Linked DNA regions of Oryza sativa: region 1 is linked to region 2. The links are chromatin contacts, called in public HiCAR-type maps. All regions are on one chromosome and are shown on one strand. Each heading gives the region's core, a stretch centred on a gene start, on an enhancer-like site or on the middle of the called end of the contact. The rest is flanking DNA. Distances are from core to core; before and after follow the strand shown. Region 1 holds the start of LOC4344298 (protein ENHANCED DISEASE RESISTANCE 4). Region 2 holds the start of LOC4344182 (protein EARLY RESPONSIVE TO DEHYDRATION 15).

Evidence for each region. HiCAR-type assays count read pairs that join an accessible place to other places.
Region 1: a HiCAR-type map of leaf shows a contact between it and region 2, with 5 times the contacts expected there. The contact joins the promoter of LOC4344298 here to the promoter of LOC4344182 in region 2. A contact is called at or near these places in 1 of 15 Hi-C or Micro-C datasets (seedling) and 1 of 4 datasets of contacts at active chromatin or transcription factors (leaf).

The regions. Positions count from the first base shown.
Region 1 is chr7:29,086,039-29,088,966 of ASM3414082v1, reverse strand. LOC4344298 (protein ENHANCED DISEASE RESISTANCE 4) reads left to right here and starts at 1,462. Exons shown (of 3, transcript XM_066312053.1): 1 at 1,462-2,729.
Region 2 is chr7:28,117,611-28,120,658 of ASM3414082v1, reverse strand. LOC4344182 (protein EARLY RESPONSIVE TO DEHYDRATION 15) reads left to right here and starts at 1,744. Exons shown (of 2, transcript XM_015791422.3): 1 at 1,744-1,840; 2 at 1,960-2,773. The coding sequence starts at 1,972. The coding sequence ends at 2,436.

The sequences.
Region 1 (2,928 bases), core at 213-2,712, 970 kb before region 2:
CGTTATACATTAAAATACGGAAGGAGTATATTACTAGTATGTACTAATATATTATTGTAAAAACATACTCCCTCCGCCACATAATATAAGGGATTTTGGGTGGATGTGACATATCCTAGCACTACGAATCTTAACAGGTTTCTTAATCAGATTCGTAGTACTAAGAAGTATCACATCCACCCAGAATCCCTTATATTTTGGGACGGAGGAAGTATAAGTTTAAATTCGGCATTTACAAGTTATAAAAAAGATGAATATACATATACTATTAAAGTCTAATTTATATGTTTGTTATAATTTATATAAATGTTGCACATTAATCTATCTTCTTTTTCTTTTAGAAAAGATACTAGTAAACAAGTAATTAAAACTATTTTTCCTCGTGCCATGCCGCGCGCGAACCGGTTGGTAAGGAGAAGTAGGTCGATAGCTGCAGGTTGGTGAAGCTCGCACAGTCGCACCGTGCAGTCGCAGAGGCGGCCGGCACCGGCGCCGCCCGCGGCCACACGTACGTTGCGTACTAGTACGAGGCCGTACGAGAACGAGCCGCTCTAGCTGCCATGTGTACACCGACGGTGCCTACCTGCAGCCAAGAAACGCCTTTTTCGTTTCATGATCATGATAGCCGAACGCTGTGGCTATCGGCTCATTCATTTGGCCGAACCGTCCATCGGTCCATGCCTTCCTGAGCCTCCTATGTGATATTTGTCGCACCGGCATGCGGCAACAACATCACGACCAAAACTATCAACGGCACTTCGTTTTCTATGCTCACTGCGCACACACGTAGATAGTCCTATAGTACACAGGTACGATGCCAAGAGATAGATAGAGCTAGCTAGCTCTGCACGAGGTCAAAGACCATCATACACATATCGTTGCCTTTTTATTTTCCTCGTGTAAGTGATCGCTGCCCATTGAAAGTGGGTTGGTCTCTCTAGCTCGCTTGCTCCACGTATGGATGTGAAACGGCATGCTTGCGCTTTTCTTCTTTGTTTAAGCAAGGAACATGCTTCATGCGGTTATTGCTGTTCTGTTTGGCCGCGGCGTTTTTTTTTTCTAATGATTGCGTGTGTCTGCAAAACTTGCTTTGTCTGTGCTATGCACACGATTCCGGACTCCAGTTGGTACACACTAGTACAATTTGTTGCAAATAAATAGTTCTCGTACTAACCAATTTTATTTTCTTGACCTGTTTAAAACAGGAGAATAAAGTAGGAGTACTCACATATACAATGTGAGACACTCATAGAGTATCCTCACTAACTGAGGACACTCGTAGGAAACTCAATTCGCAATAGAAGGTATCCCTAAATGGGTTCCTCAAAATCTAAAACAACCCGGTGAGAGTACTATAGCCCACAATGGGTGTCTTGGCCCAATGGAGTCCCAGGTGAAAAATCCCCAAATACCCCTCCCCAGCTCATTCTTTTTTTTTTCCTTCTCTTTTCTTCCTCCCCCACTTTTGGCTTCTAGCTTCTTCTTATCGCTATCCTCGTCGCCCATTCGTCGCCGCCTCCTCCCAGCTTGCCGCCGCCACCTCCCTCCTCTCTTCCCCTGCCGCTCGCCGCCGCCGCTTTCCTCCTCGCCCTCCCCAGCCACCGCCGCCGCCTCCCTCCTCGCCATCCCCAGCCCTGCATCCATCTCCCTCTCTCCCCAGCCACCGCTGTCGCCCGCCTCTCTGTCTCCCTCTCGCTGCTCGCCTCTCTCTCGTCGCCGGCGGCCGCGAGGCGATAAGGAGGGCTGCCTCCCTCCCTCTCTCTCGTCGCTGCTCCCTCCGCGCCCTTCGGCTGCCGCCGGCCGCCGCCCGTCTCCGCGCACGCCGGAGAGCTGGTCGACGGGCGAGCGGCGCGAGGGGCGATCTGGCCGACGGCGAGCGGTGGGAGGCTGGACGGCGCGCGAGCGCGGGAGCGGGAGCAGGAGCGCGGTGCGGTGGCCGATGGCGTCCAAGCTGCCGCCTCTCTTTCCAGATCCGGCTGCCGGTGGGCTAGATCTGGCCGGCGCCGCTTCTCTCTCTCGTCGCCATCCACCACACCGACGAGGCCGCGCCGGCTCCGTCACCACGCCCAGGTGAGAGAGGGGGGGGCAAGAAGGGAAAATGCAGGGGAATGAGGCGGGGAATGGGGCACCGAGGTCGCCACAACGGGTTCCTTCGAGCCGTGCCTCAGGAAAAGGAGATTGGAGGAGCCCGAGCCGGCCGTCCCCCTCGTGGGGGTCGCGCCCCCCCTCCAAGGGCACGGTGTGCGGACGGGAGGCGGACGCCGTGAGCAGGGGCACGCTCTGAGGCTACCCATTGTGGATGGCCTTACTCCTCGTCTGCAGCCGCCAACACGTACGATTACACGAGCCAGAGAAAAGGGCATAGAAAAAGACGATACAAGGCAGCGCACGCACGATCCCTTCCCCATCCGCGCCGCGTGCCGTGTGGCCGCGTGACGGCAACCGCTCCCGCTACCCCACCACACGCGTCATGAGGCATCCAGAAAACCCTCGCTCTACACGCGCGCCAGTAGCCACGGTGGCATCCAGAAGTCCACAGCGAGCGAGCGAGCCAGTAGGCCACAGCAGCAGCAGGCAGCGGCGGGCGGGCGCTGGATATGACGACGCGGTGGCACTCGCGACTGGCGTCGGCGACACGGTCGCACCAAACGACCTGGCCCTCCCTGCCCTCCTCTTCTTCTCCAAGAGGAGGAGGAGTCCAAAGCCAGCCACTCGCTATCGCGGAAGCGGTCAGACTTCTTCTCCACCCCATCGCATATAAATATTTCTCCACCACGCCGCTTCATTTTTACATCACCCCAAACCCCATCATTTCTTGCTTCCTCAGCTGCTTCTTCCTCCTTCCTCTTCACACGACGCTCCCATTTTTATTTATATATATCAGCATCGTTTCTCCTGGCGTCACTGCACCCATAACTGCCAAGAATT
Region 2 (3,048 bases), core at 495-2,994:
TATATAAAGCTATTGAGATCATGTCCAAATCTCAACCAATCCTAAAAAGCTTTTCTTGATGTCACTACTTGTTATTTTGCAATTAAGTACGAAGAAATTAGATATTATATTTTATAAAAATAAAAATAGCATAGACGAATTGCCTACTTTTGGAGAAATCATAATTTAAAAAGTGTAATAACGCATATAATCCATTCGTCCATAAATAATTTAGAATGCGTACCTTCTAGTCATCCCACTGTACAATGGTGACTTTGTCATACTATAATATACAACTGTACAATAATTATGCAACCGAAAAGGACTTGGCATAATGTACTTCCTCTTGTCAAAAACATTTGATGCTTACGATAATATCTGATCAAACTTCTTACAATTCCGACAATCCATGATTTTTTAAATGTTTTGACTTGAAACAAAACAAATGATATACTACTACATAGATTTATCTCAAAAAGTACTATTATAATATCATAAATTTATTAGATCCTAAAAACTTCTTTTAACATAAAATCAGTTGTTGAAATTTTATAGAGTTTGAAGAAATATTTATGACCAAGAGAAGTATAATGAAATGAATGAACATAGAATCCCCACATTAATTAATTTAATAAAAAGAGAATTTATTACTTCTTACGGCCTAAAAATGTTGCTACCTACTAGTTTGTCAAAAAAGACAAACCATGTCCAGGTTCGTAGCTAGAATTGAGTTTTTTTTTTTTAATGGATGGGGTAGTTATATATTTGTCGGGGGCTAGGTAATAGCAACCTTTAAACTCAAAGTTTGTTATGTTTTGGAATAGAAATGCAGTAGTGGTAACGGGTGTATCGTTTCAACCTTGCGGTCTCGTGTTCAATCCTCAACACGCTAGCAATTTCTTTTTTAAAAAGTATTTGGAATCTCTTTCTTTTATTATTTTGGGATAGAGAGAGAATGAATCAATTTCTTTTTAAAAATGTATTTGGAATCTCTTTCTTTTATTATTTTGGAATAGAGTAAGTAAATGAATGAAGAACAGAACTTAGGTGGTGTTTGGATCAGGGACTAAACTTTAGTCTCTGTGACATCAGATGTTTGGACATTAATTTGGAGTATTAAACATAGACTACTTACAAAACTAATTACATAAATGAGAGCTAATTTGCGTGACAAATTTTTTAAGTCTAATTAATTCATAATTAGCACATGTTTACTGTAGCATCACATAAATTATTTATAGTTTAATTAGTCTCAATAGATTCGTCTCGCAAATTAGTTCAGGGTTATGAAATAGGTTTTATCAATAGTCTATGTTTAATATTTTTAATTAGTGTCAAACATCTGGTTGGACTGAAAAGTCCCATCCAAACAGCCCCATCTTATCCGATAACTACAAGCAAACCGTACACGATTTACACATTAAACACACCCTCTCTCTCTCTCTCTCTCTCTCTCCATAGGAGCACTTCAATATCTCTATCGCCAGGAAACTTCCACCCGAATTATTATATCCCTCGCCCACAGAAAATCCCGCCCAAGCATCACCACACTCCCCATTGGCCCCACCCCCCATGTGAAAAAGGGACCCAAACCGACCAGTCACCAACTCACCATCCACCCCCACCCCAACCCACCCCACCCACACGCCAACCCGGCCCCACACGTCAGCCACTCCCACTGACAACCCGGCCCCACCACCCCACCCGCTCGTACTCCTCCCCTCTCGCCTATTAAACGCGCTCCCCCTCCACCACCGCGCAGCCAAGCCAAACAAGAAACCCACCGTTTCTCTCTCAAAACCGCGGGAATCAATCAATCGCCGTTCGCGTCGCGCCACGAGATATTTTCCCCCAAGAAAAGGTAGTAGTAATCTTCGACGATCTTGATCGATCGCCATGAGCTAGCTAGCTAGCGAATTTCTTGTTGTTTCTTTTTTGGGTTATTGATGGCGTTGTTGTTCTTGTTCTTGTTTGTTGCAGTTGGAGTGAGGGATGAGTGCTATGGCGATGTCGTCGCTGAACCCGAACGCGGCGCCGTTCATCCCGGCGGCGTTCAGGAGGGTGGAGGACTTCTCGCCGGAGTGGTGGGAGCTCGTCAAGACCACGGCGTGGTTCCGCGACCACTGGTTCAGGCAGCACCAGATGTACGAGGACGCTGCGGCGGAGGAGGACCACCACCGCCAGGTGTTCGACGACGACCTCGCCGCGCTCCTGCCCGACGACTCGCTCGACCTCCTCGACATGGTCGACACCGACGACCTCTTCTACACCCCCGACCCCCCCGTCCACCACAAGCCGACGACGACTCCCACCCTCGACGCCGACGTGCTCAGGGCGCTCAGCCTCAACTCGCCGAGGTTGGGCGGCGCCGGGATGGTGAGGCACGCCGAGAAGCCGGCCCAGTTCGTCGCCGCCAAGGGCGGCGCCGCCCGCCACGTCATCCACCAGCCTCGCTAGAGCGCCATGGGTGAGTGGTGATGCTGCTGCTGCTGCTGTCTAGTGTATAACCTTGGAGTTTTCAGAGTTTAGTCTCTCTGCTTTTCTTCACTGTGTATAAAAACTGAAAAAAAAAGGGGGAAAAATTGCAGCTTTCTGGTGCTGCATCCCTTGTAGTAGTAAAGCAGCTTCTGTTCAGTTTCAGGTGCATCATCTAAAATGTGTTAGAAAAAAAAAAGCAAAAATAGAGAGTGATGTAGAATCATGTGTACTAATGATTCTACTACCGCCCTTGTTAATGTTGGATATATTAAGATGGCAAGCAGTCTAATGTTTAGAATCTTTCAACTTCTGATTATTCCTTTGCTCTCTTCAGAATCTGGTAGAAACCTGCTCTTTTGTTGTCTGTGAATTTGTTGGATCTCGAAAGTTGGTGGTTGGTTTGTCAATTGTCATCATGTGCGATGCCGATGATGGTGGTTTATTACTGGCATCATCAGTAGCAAAAATGGAAGTGACTGATCAAGAAAGATGATTTAATTGGGAGCTCTGAAAAGAAGGTGGAAGTTTAAAGCCTCTGAAAGACATCAGTGTGGAAATGTGACGAACTGGGACCGAAATCGCCATCGAATT